Linked DNA regions of Oryctolagus cuniculus: region 2 is linked to region 1. The links are chromatin contacts, called in public Micro-C maps. All regions are on one chromosome and are shown on one strand. Each heading gives the region's core, a stretch centred on a gene start, on an enhancer-like site or on the middle of the called end of the contact. The rest is flanking DNA. Distances are from core to core; before and after follow the strand shown. Region 1 overlaps ARHGAP35 (Rho GTPase activating protein 35). Region 2 holds the start of ARHGAP35 (Rho GTPase activating protein 35).

Region 1 (5,355 bases), core at 645-3,144:
CCAGAAGCTGCTCCCAGACCTACCGTCTAGGATAAAACAAACTTCTCAATGTGTGGCCTTAGGGGACTCGGTCACCAGGCTCAAGCCTGCCCCATGCTCCTACCCACTTCACTCCAATCCCCTGCCTTGCAGGGCCTCCCTCGGGGGGCAGTGTCCACGGGCCACCTCGGTCTTTGGTGGTCTAAACACAGCTCCCTCAGAGGCAGCGCGTCAGGGCAGCCACTGCTCGCGTTTGGGCAGTGCTCACGCCTGGCCGGTCCCGCACCGCACCCTCCCCCGCATGCTGTGAGCTGCGGGCTACCATCACCCTCATCCCTGACCTGCAACCCAAGAGGCTGGGCCACACCACAAACAGCAGAGCTGGGACTGCACGCACACAGCCTATCTCAGAGCTGAGCTGAACCCCACACACTCCAGCCCGGTCGTCTGTATGGCACTGAGCACTCCAGAAGTCACGGTCTAGCTCTGATTATTTGCTTAACGCTGGTGCCCCCGGGAGACTCCAAGTCTGTGTGAGCAGAGAACGGGCTGTGTCTTCTGCCCCCACCCCCCCAGCTGGGGCAGGGCCAGGGCCAGGCACACACAGCGAACCCTAGCACAGGCACTGCAGGCGCTCCTCCTCCCATCGCTGGGGTCTCGGGGTGCCCTTTCCCCAGGAACCTCCTGCCTCGCTTCTCTGCTGACCGCTGGCGAATTCCCTAGTCTGAGAGCCAGCCGCTGGGCGCCCCAGAGAGCTGCACCTCTCCACCAAAGCTGGCTCAGTGCCCCCCCTTTCCACCCAGACCTGTGCTGGGCTCACTGGCTCCGGTGCACGGATCAGGGAAAGGTGGAGATGGGAGTTACTTCGTGCACCTGCCAGGGACTGGGTTTCCAGAGTCAGGGCTGGGCTGAACACCTGCCATCACGCCATGGGCAAATGGCTTCATCTGAAAAATGGGATGGTGTCTGGGCCTGCACCGATTCCATGAACTCCTGCTCACAAAGCACCCAGCACCGAGCTCAGCAGGTGGGCAGCACCTGCCACCACCCTCGGGCCCCATTAGGGCCTTCATGACCTCTGCTTTCTCACAGCGCTAGGAGCACAGCGAGAGGATGAAGCGTGAGACCCATCAGCAAGGCAGCTCAAGGGCTGTGCGTGTGACAGAGGAATGGGCAGAGTGCGAAAGCAAGCAAGATCACAGGGTCTCCCCAGCTAATCAGGTCTGATGGCGCAGGCGGGCTGTCCTTCCACGACACGCTGCTGTCTCTGGCAGGGCAAATCCAGTCCCTCCCCTCTGGGCTGGCTCAGGGCAAGGCCGGCCTGTGGGAACTGTCGGGCACTTGGGCTGCCACCCAGACTATTTCTGTTTTGGACGGAAGGCAGGCCCACTCTGTGAAACAAGCCCTACTCCCTGGCTGCTGGGCCCTCAGGCGGCCTGCCAGGGCACGGGGCCGGAGGAAATCCGCTCGCAGTGCCGAGTCACAAGCTAAATGAACTCCGCTTATCTGGAACAGGCGAGAGCTGGCGAGCTGACTGCAGGCCTCTATGGCCAGGAGGAATTTTTGGAATGCAAGTGACTTGTGCTCAGTTTCCAAGAAGAAACACAGGAGGGTAAGGAGGCATGAGTGCATGGGAGGTGGTAAATAAAACAAGGCAGAGAAAGCCTTTAAGATTACTTGGACTATGGGAAAACAACTTGCTAATAAACCTCAAACAAAGGGGAAAGGAGGGATTAAGTAACAAGAACCCCCATAAAAATCACAGTGGATGAAAACCATAGACCTCATATTTTAGCACTTCGTCACCGATTCAAAGCAACACAAACATGGCAATTTCCCCCACAAGGCCTGTTGGGTATCCACGCCTGCATCTATTACACGGTCACAGGGACAGGCACGAGAATCGGTACTGAAATCAGCAACTTGTCGCAAAGACAGAATTGCAGACCTGGCCTCTTGGATTGCAGGGCAGTCCATGACCGAAGCCAACGGCTCTGGTCCCGCCCACTCCCCGTGCTGGCAGCTCTAGAAACTGGCCATGATCAATGTGTTTGGGAATGTGGAGGCTTTTTGCAGGGTAAGTATTTCCCAGTTGGGAGGGAATTCGGTAAAATTCTGAGTCTGCGCTTCCGATGCCACCACGTGCAGCTCCAGCAGCCTGAAGCCCAGAACAAAGGGCTGGAATGTGGGCCCTGGCCTTCCTGTTCTGTGGGCTGTGGGTGGCCTCTGCCTCAAGGACTCCAGGATTTCTGCTTCCTCCTGTGAAGGGGGTGGGTGCTATGAGATGAATGTGGTTCTCAGCTCCTGGGAGGGCGCTCTGCGAGGAGGACGCCTCACACGGTGTCCGGCTGTCACTGCTGACCCGAGGCACACAGACCCCGCACCACTGGGCCGTGCTGGATACAGCCTCCTCCCTGAGTGTCCTCGGAAGCCCACGGCGAGGCTGTAGACTGAGGGATCCTGGCGGGGGTGGAAGGAGCAGGGCGGCATAACAGGAAATAGCATTTGTCCTCAGTTCCCTGTAGGGAGCGTCTAACATCCTTGTCATTTCGAGTGACAGGAACACCTCTTGCTACTCATGGCTGATGATCTAATCAGCCATGCCCATGTAATGGAAACTCCATACAACCCCAAACAACAGGGCTGGGCAAGCTTCTGGGGCAGCAAGCCCACTCTCCCATCTGGCTGTTCCTGAGTATGAGTCAGTACACATAACACATAAGAAAGTCTTTTCTCGCATTCTGGGAGTCAGCCCAGCACATCAGCAAACCCAGGGCAGGGGCTGTGGCAGCTGGGTGGCCCCGACACTTGCCCTGGCGTCTGAAGGAGGGGCCACGCCCTGAAGCCTCTGTCAGAACTGAGGCAAACAGCTGCACACCCGGCTAGTGGCAGGGGGCGGAGATGGGGGCCGGGAGGAACAGCACCCCGAGCCGGTGTCCGGAGAGAGATCCTCGCAGGTACTCGGTGTCGGGGAGCAGAGCCCCAGAGCCCGCGACACCGGCCTGTCCTCTGGGCTTCACGGGATGGCTTCGTTGCCAGGAGGGCAATGGCCCTGGGTTCAAACCTCAGCCCCAGCTTTCATCTTCCCGAACCCCATTCTCCTCGGAAACTGGAAAGACTGAAACCTGTCGCAGGTTGCTGCGCTATCAGACTCACGCAAACACGAAGGGCGGGCCTTGGCGGCCGAAGCTGCGAGTGGCACAGCACACGTTACCTCCTCTAGGGCACGCGGAGCAACGAAGGCACCTGCTCAGGCGCCCAGCCACGCTGCCTGCAGACAGGGCGCTGGGCAACCCCACTGAGTGCCGGGGCTCGTGCAGCCTGTCCCAGTCAGTGAGCAAGCAGGGAGCCAGCAGCAGCTTCAGCTGCCCTTTCCTCCGCCATCTTCCTTCAGGGCACCGTCAGAGTCTGCTCTTAGCGAGGAACACTGAACACACATGCACAGTGTTTATTTTAAATACTTAGCAGGGGCCGGCGCTGTGGCACAGCGGGTTAACGCCCTGGCCTGAAGCGCTGGCATCCCACATGGGCGCCAGCTCAAGACCCAGCTGCTTCTCTTCCAATCCAGCTCTCTGCTGTGGCCTGGGTAAAGCAGAAGATGGCCCAAGTCCTTGGGCCCCTGCACCCCCGTGGGAGGCCCGGAAGAAACTCCTGGCTCAGGATCGGGGCAGCTCCGGCCATTGCGGCCCGCTGGGGAGTAAACCAGCAGATGGAAGAGCCCCCCCGCCCCGCCTCTCCTCTCTGTGTAACTCTGACTTTCAAATAAATACACAAATCTTAAAGAAAATACTTAGCAGCCATTTTCCATTTACTAACTTTCTGAAGGGCAGTTCTAGCACAAATCGGGCTGCAATTCTTTGAAACACGACGCACCCCACCACCATCGAAGTGCCCCCCATACTGGGTGTCCACTTCAGCAGGTGTGTGCCAGGCCCCCTCTGTGGGAAGGAACAAACTGAGAGCCACTGCACTCTGACCCCCCTCACTGAAACACGGTGGGGAGACGGCTAAGATCTTCCCAAAAAACGGAAACAGCGCTGTGGCTATTCTTGCTGCTGCCGCGTGCGTCTATGCGACCACGGCCTCCCACCTGGGATGGGCACACAGCAGAGCTGACGGCTCTTTATGCGTTATTACTATCAGCATTTTAGAACAGTTTTCTAGAGATGTAATGCACACGCCATACAACTCATCTGCTTAAGAGTACACGACTCAATGGCTTTTTAAAAAATGTTTAGGCTGGCGCCATGGCTCACTAGGCTAATCCTCCGCCTTGCGGCGCCGGCACACCGGGTTCTAGTCCCGGTCGGGGTGCCGGATTCTGTCCCAGTTGCCCCTCTTCCAGGCCAGCTCTCTGCTGTGGCCCGGGAGGGCAGTGGAGGATGGCCCAAGTGCTTGGGCCCTGCACCCCATGGGAGACCAGGAGAAGCACCTGGCTCCTGCCTTCAGATCAGCGCGGTGCGCTGGCCGCGGCGGCCATTGGAGGGTGAACCAATGGCAAAGGAAGACCTTTCTTCCTGTCTCTCTCTCTCACTGTCCACTCTGCCTGTCAAAAAAAAAAAAAAAAAAAAGTTTAAAAATATTTTCATCTACTTGAAAGGCAGATGGGTGGGGACGGGGGAAGAGACCCTGCGATCTTCCATCCACTGGGTCACTCGTCCGACACCCACAACAGCCAGGGTTCGCTGAGGCTGAAACCAGGAGCCTCCCACTCAACTGGGGTCTCCCGACGTGGGTGGCAGAGGCCCAAGCCCCTGAGCCATCCTGTTGGCTGGCAGAAAACATTAGACAGGAAGCTGGACTGCAAGTGGGATAGAGGTGCCTGAACCAGCACTGTGATGTGGGATGTGGCTATCCCAAGTGGTGGCCAACCTGGTGTGTGCCACCTGCCTGTCCCACAGATTTTTATTAAAGAAAAGTATTGCATTTATTATATTTGAAAGGCAGAGGAGAGAGGGAAGGAGAGGGAGGGGGAGAGAGAGACACACACAGAGAGAAAGAGTATCTATCTCCTAACCACTGGTTCAATTCACAAGCGCCTACGACAGTCACAGCTGGGCCAGGCGAGTGGCAGGGACCAGGGACCTGCCCGCCGTCTGCTGCCCCCCGGGATGCAGGCCTGCAGGAAGCTGGCGGGCAGCAGAGCTGGAACTCGATCCCAGGCACTCCGGTAAGGGACGTAGGGTCCCAAAGGTGTCTTAACCCCTGACCCCTGTGCCAGACGCCCATCCGGAAGACTTTCCAGCACATTCCATTCGGTTGTGTGACCTTCACTGCCATCAGTTTTACAACACTTTCATCAGTCCAAAAGGAAGCTCTACCTATCTCCCTCCTTGCAGCCCCTGCCAATCTATCATCGACCTTGTTTTACAGACT
Region 2 (5,513 bases), core at 1,381-3,880, 94 kb after region 1:
TCATGGCCCACCCACACACCCCTGCACACCGCGCCCCTGGATTAGCCTGTGGATCTGGCCAGAGGCTCTCGGCTCCTGTGGCTGGGAGCGCCTGCAGTGCCAGGGGGCAGAAATCCCTGTGACACTTGGCACTCTCTCTTTCAACAAACAACCGCAAAGCTTTGCAAACCCAGGCCCTCACCAGGCTGCACCAGGCTGAAGACCGGCAAGCTGGAGCCTTCCTGGGGCAGGGGTGAAAAAGAAAGAAACCCACCTCCTCCGAGCCCCTCCCCCAAGGTCAGCCGGCCAAGCGGAGGCCGTCAGGGAAGCCAGGGCTCCGGGAAGCCAGGGCTCCGTGGCTTCTGCAGGCCCAGAGCAGTAAACACCAAGTGTGGCCATAGCCCCGAGGGACTGAGGAGAACTTGAGAACTGGCATTTCCCCAGCTAGGGGTAAAACAGAAACACGACTTGTCAGCTGGAAAAAAACAAAAAAGCACACTCCTAAGATCTCCCAGCAGGACTGCCTTGGGGCAAGTGTCTCCCTGCCCCAGCCCAGGAGAGATAAGGACCTGCGAGCAGCTGCAGTCCAGGGGACACAAAGCTGCAAAGCCCAGGGATGGGAAGGGGAGAGGAAACCAGGCCCGAGTGCGAGCCACTCCCGACACTCCACTAGCCTCGGGAGAGGTGGGAGCCGTGGAGACACTTCCAGACTCCAGGGAGCAGGAACCTATTCACCCGGCTCTCTGGGGATCCTGGGGACAGAGCCCCGGGAGGGGGGGTCAGGTCAGCCTCAGAGCTGAGGGCTGGGGCCCAGAGCCCGCCAGGCCTGCAAAGGGGAAGCACTCCGGCAATGCTGAGCCATGGGTGGGGAGCCGGCAGAGGCAGGTCCGACAGGAACTGGATGGGAAGAGAAGGAGCCAGGCAGGATGCGGTGGGGAAAGGGGGGAAAGGCGAGGAGACACGGAGGCACAGACCGCGAGAGGGGTATGGAGAGGGAGTGACCTAGCGAAGAGCTGAGGCGGCTCCCAGAGGAAGGAACGGCTAAGACGACAGCTTAGTGTCCCAGCAGAGAGGCCAGGGCCGCAGCAGTGGGCACAGAGGGGCAGCAGGTCGGGCGGACCGCGGAGGGAACGGATAGGAGGCAGTTGTCAGAAGACCGGCTAGAGAGGACCCCTCCAACAGGGCACGGCCACAGGACGGCTACCCACAGGCGCACGGGCCGGGGCCGGGGCCGGGGCCGGGGATGGGCGCAGAGCGAAGATGCAGGCCTGGGAGCTGCGGACGCGGCGGGGGCAGAGGCACCGGGCAAGTCCAGGAGCAGTCAGGGGGCAGGGCGGAGGCGGCGGCAGGAAGCAGGCTCGGGCCGGGCAGGGCTGGAGGGGAGACAGTCCCAAAAAGAGGGAGCGGCCGGCAGGGCAGCTCAGAGGAGCCCCGAGAAGAAGGCGCGGACGAGGACACCTGCGAGGGAACTGGGGGTGAGCTCCGGCTGGTTAGAGAGGGCAGGCAGGCACCTTGAAGGGGGAGGAGGCCCAGCAGGCACCGAGGTCGGGCGAGGGGCAGAGCAGGGAGGCAGAAAGGTCTGGAGCAAAAGCTGAGCGGGGCAGCAGGCCAGCACGGCGCACGCAGGGGCTGCGGGGCCAGAGGCCCGGCCAGCAGCATCCCCGGGATGGAGACGAGGGCCCGACGCGAAGGGCTGCAGGGCCCCCGGGGAGGAGCAGGGACGTCCTAGGCGAAGACCTGGGCGCAGCCGTGCCCCCGCGAACGGGGGTGTTGGCTGGATCTCCAAGAAGCACCCGCAGGTCCTCAAGGGACAGCTCCTGGGGGCGCGAGAGACCGGGAGGCAGGACTACCGGACAGGTCCACCCAGGAGCCGGGGCCAGAGCCCCAGCGTGGTGGCAGCAGAATCGGGGAGCGGAACGCAGGGATGCACAAGGGGTCACCGGGGAGGAGGTGGGTCCCCAGGGCACTGCGGAGGCCAGGAGCGGCCAAGGGCATCCCCGAGGGGCAGGGGAGGGGAGGGGAGGCGCGGAACTGCGAGCAGGGAGGGCTGACGGGGGTGGGGGGCCAGGCAGACACCAGGTCCCGACGGGCTGGGGATGGGAGCAGACGCGGGGACAGCAGGCCCCGGGCGGACAGGGGCGAGTCCGAAGGGCAGGCGGGCCCTGCGGGCCGGGCCCGAGCGCGACGCGGCGGGGCCGGCGGGGCCCGGGGACCTGGGGGGCCGCTCCCTCCCCTCCCCCTCCGGCTCCTCCATTGTTCGCGGGCTCCGGGCCCCGCCGTCCCCGCCTCCCCCTGGACCCCGCAGCGGGGCGGCGCCCGGCCTCGCCGCCCGGGGCCCGCGAGCTCGCGCACTCACCAGCCTGCGCCCTCAGCGCGGCCCCGGCCTCGGGGATCCCGGCCGCGGCGACGGCGGCCCCGGCGCCATGTTCCCCTGCTCCTCGTCCAGCGGCGGCTGCGGCGGCGGCGGCGGCTCCGGCGGCGGGGGGCCGGGCGGACCCTCCCTCGCGGGCTCCCTCCTCCGCCTCCTCCACCTCCTCCTCCCGCCGCGCCGCGGCTCTCCCTCGGGGCGGGGGGCGGGGAGGGGAAGGGGGGAGGGGCGGGAACCAGGGGGAGGGCGGACCAGCCTCGCTCGCTCCCTCCCTCCCTCCTCCCTCGCAATGGCGGCGGCGGCGGCGCCTCCTTCCTGCGGCCGCCGCGCCCGCGCGCGCGCACACACACACACACACGCACCCCCCCGCCTCAGGACTGCGCGTGCGCGGCGCGGGACCGCTGCAGGGGGATAACGGCCCCTGGGCGCGCGCCGCGGGAGGGGCGGTGCGGATAACCGGCGCGAGGCAGCGGGAGCCGCGAGAGCGCCTGCGCGCCCGCTGCGGTCTGGGACTGGGAGCGGGCGGTGCAGTGCGCCTGCGCCCCGAGGAAATGCCGCTCCTGCGACTGCGGCGGCGGCGGCGACACCGAGCGCGAGGAGACCCGCGAACGGGCTGAGGGAGCGGGGCGAGCGAGTGCGCGTGCGCGGAAGGGGCTGCCCGAGGCCGGCGCGAGGCGGAGGGCGTGGCCCGCCGTGGGAGCGCGCGTCCTTGCGCGCGCCGGGAGCAGCCGCTGCCGCCCCCCGCAGCCTCGCGCGGTCTCTAGGAGAAAACTGGAGCGGAGAGGCATGGCCTGGCTCTGGAGGCGGGGGCAAAGGGCGCGATCCCGCTCGCGCGGGACCTAGGTAGCCAATGGGAGGCACGGGGAGGTGGGCTTGCCGCGCTAGCCGCGGCCCCCGGGATAACGGAGGAAGAGAGAGAGGGGGCGACGTAACGTGGGGCGGTGGGGCGGGGCCGGGGAGGAGGGAGCGCACCCAGGGAGGGAGTTGATTGGGCAGCGCGAGGAGGCGTGGCCCGCCGCAGCCCAATCCGAGCCTGGCGATTCGTCGTCCCGGAAGAAGGGGCGGGGCTGCGGAGCGCGTGCTCTGCGCCGGGGGACCTGCGCCTGCGACCCGCGTGGCGGCCCGACTTGCTCTTGACCCCGAGGTGGGCCGGGTCCCTGGGACGAGGAAGGCGGCCCGGCCTGGCTCGGCGTGCCTCCTTGCCCGCCAGCCCAGCGCCGGGCAAATGGCTGGAAGGCAGCCGGCGTTACGGACGCTGGAGGGGAGGCAGCGATGGGAGGGGCCGCCGCCGTCACCTTTGAGTCCCCCGAACCGAGAAGGGGTCCCTCTGGGATTCGTGCGGAAGCAGGGGTGGGATGGTGGGAGAGGGGCTTTCCCGGCGCCGCCGAGTCAGCCTCTGTGGAATGCATGAAGAGGTCTCTCTCTCAAGTTACGTGAGTGTAATCTCTCTGGGAAGCCCAGCACTCATGTTGCGGATAAGGGGGAACTCCTTATACTTAAAAAATGCTAAAACTCACGCCACGCACGAAGTTCAGTGCTCTACTACGTAAAATGACGTGGAGTCGAATTCTAGAACGTCCCATTCAATAAAGCTCTTCTGATCAAAGATTTTTCCCATGAACGTTTTTCTTCAGTTTAGCACTTTTAATGCATCTAGTCTGATTTTTACATATGACTTTTAAAAACTTTTGTAAAGACGTTTTGGGCTGCCAGTCAGGCGCCCAGGCTGTCTTTGCAAACATCGGTGATTTTGAGATCACTTGAGGGAACATAGAAAGCGGGGAACAGGAGAGACACCCCAACCTCAAATGAATGTCTTTATCTACACAGCGTTCTGGGTCTGTCCAGCCTTGCCAAGCCTGTGACACAGGCACAGACTTAGCCCACCGCGGTCCCCACTTTCCCTCTTTTGGGGTATCAACTCCACCTTACCGCTCAACTCTGTCTTGACATCACTTCCTCAGAGTGGCCTCCGGGATTTCGCCTGCCCCTTCAGTCTTGAATAAACAGGAACACTCTGTTCCAGGCAATAGTGTGGATTCACTTAACCCTCCCGACACCGTGTGTGGGAGAGGTTACACAGGTGGTACGTGACAGACCTGAGACTCAGACCCGCTCCACTGGTGACCGGCCGCACCCTGCCTCTTCATAACCCCACATCCGGGCTTAAAGCTCTATTGGGGCGGCACCATTCTACCTGTGAACCCTTTGACATCAGGAACTCTGGCACGTTCCCGTCTGTCAAATGACCCACAATAAATATTTGTTAATGAATAAATGAATGCCTCCCATGTCCAACGCAGAGGCCGGTTGGCACTGGGAGCCGTGGCACCACATAGACAAAACTCCTTGCCGCTTCTTCCAGGAGGTCTTCCTGGATCCCACAGCCTGAGTCCCCGACCCCCCCCCCCCGCCGCCCTGCCCCAGGCCCCCTCATCCCAGCCCACACCACTCTGAGTCATCCTGTCTGGTGACAGGTCTTTCTGTCCCTTGAGCCTGTACGCTCCGAGAGGGCAGGGCCAGGACCGAGGTGGTGACCGCCCGATGTCCCAGGCACAGATTGGAGCGCCAGGCAGGGGGAGCTCCCGAGGAGGAGGGGCGCCGAACTCCGCAGTTGTCTTCGGGGCTCGAGCAGGCTGGTGGCCACCAGCTGGTGTAGCCACCCCCCGCGCACCCGGCCAGCCTCCGCACCAGGATACACAATCGGCCGACCGAGAGCAGTGCCGGCTGCAGGCTTGGGCCGCTGTCCAGATTTCCCAAGCATCGGCCTGGGGAGCCCGAATGGCCGGTGGTCCGAGACCCGGCATGGGGTCCCGAACCTCGTCTTTAGATACGCACGCAGAACAACCCGCAAAAAAATAATTTTTGCAAAGAGGGCAGGGTCGCAGGGTCATAGTCTCCCCATTCCTGAGGATCTGAAAAAAATCGGAGGGTGGGGACCAGCCCTGAGCGTGACCGACCAGTCGGCGAGCCCACAGCGCCGCCTACAAACCTAACCGAGCGAGCTGCAGGTGGCTGAAGCGCCCAGCGGCCGGGGCGTGGCCGAGCGGGGAACTCTTCCGCCATTGGTCAGCAGCGTAGCCAATCACGACGAAGGACCCGGAGGCGGGGATGCTCAGATTCGCCTCGCATTCTCAGCACCGGGCTCGCGATTGACACTTAGTGC

What was found. A called contact is a pair of places that touch in the nucleus more often than the background predicts.
Region 2: a Micro-C map of ear pinna shows a contact between it and region 1, with 2.9 times the contacts expected there. The contact joins the promoter of ARHGAP35 here to the enhancer-like site in region 1. A contact is called at or near these places in 4 of 6 Hi-C or Micro-C datasets (ear pinna, embryonic fibroblasts, psoas muscle and 1 more).

What each region holds. Positions count from the first base shown.
Region 1 is chr18:10,482,572-10,487,926 of mOryCun1.1, forward strand. All of the region lies in intron 3 of ARHGAP35 (Rho GTPase activating protein 35), which reads right to left. Among named protein-coding and RNA genes, the nearest start is that of NPAS1, 30 kb to the left of the region's middle. Within about 2 kb of position 1,895, at least 5 of the 8 cell types and tissues checked have an H3K27ac peak or open chromatin away from gene starts, as enhancers often do. A contact at or near this core is called in ear pinna, where this site is marked.
Region 2 is chr18:10,575,433-10,580,945 of mOryCun1.1, forward strand. It overlaps ARHGAP35 (Rho GTPase activating protein 35), which reads right to left and starts at 2,631. Exons shown (of 7, transcript XM_051837363.2): 1 at 2,336-2,631. LOC138846424 (a long non-coding RNA gene) reads left to right here and starts at 1,315. Exons shown (of 2, transcript XR_011383904.1): 1 at 1,315-1,454.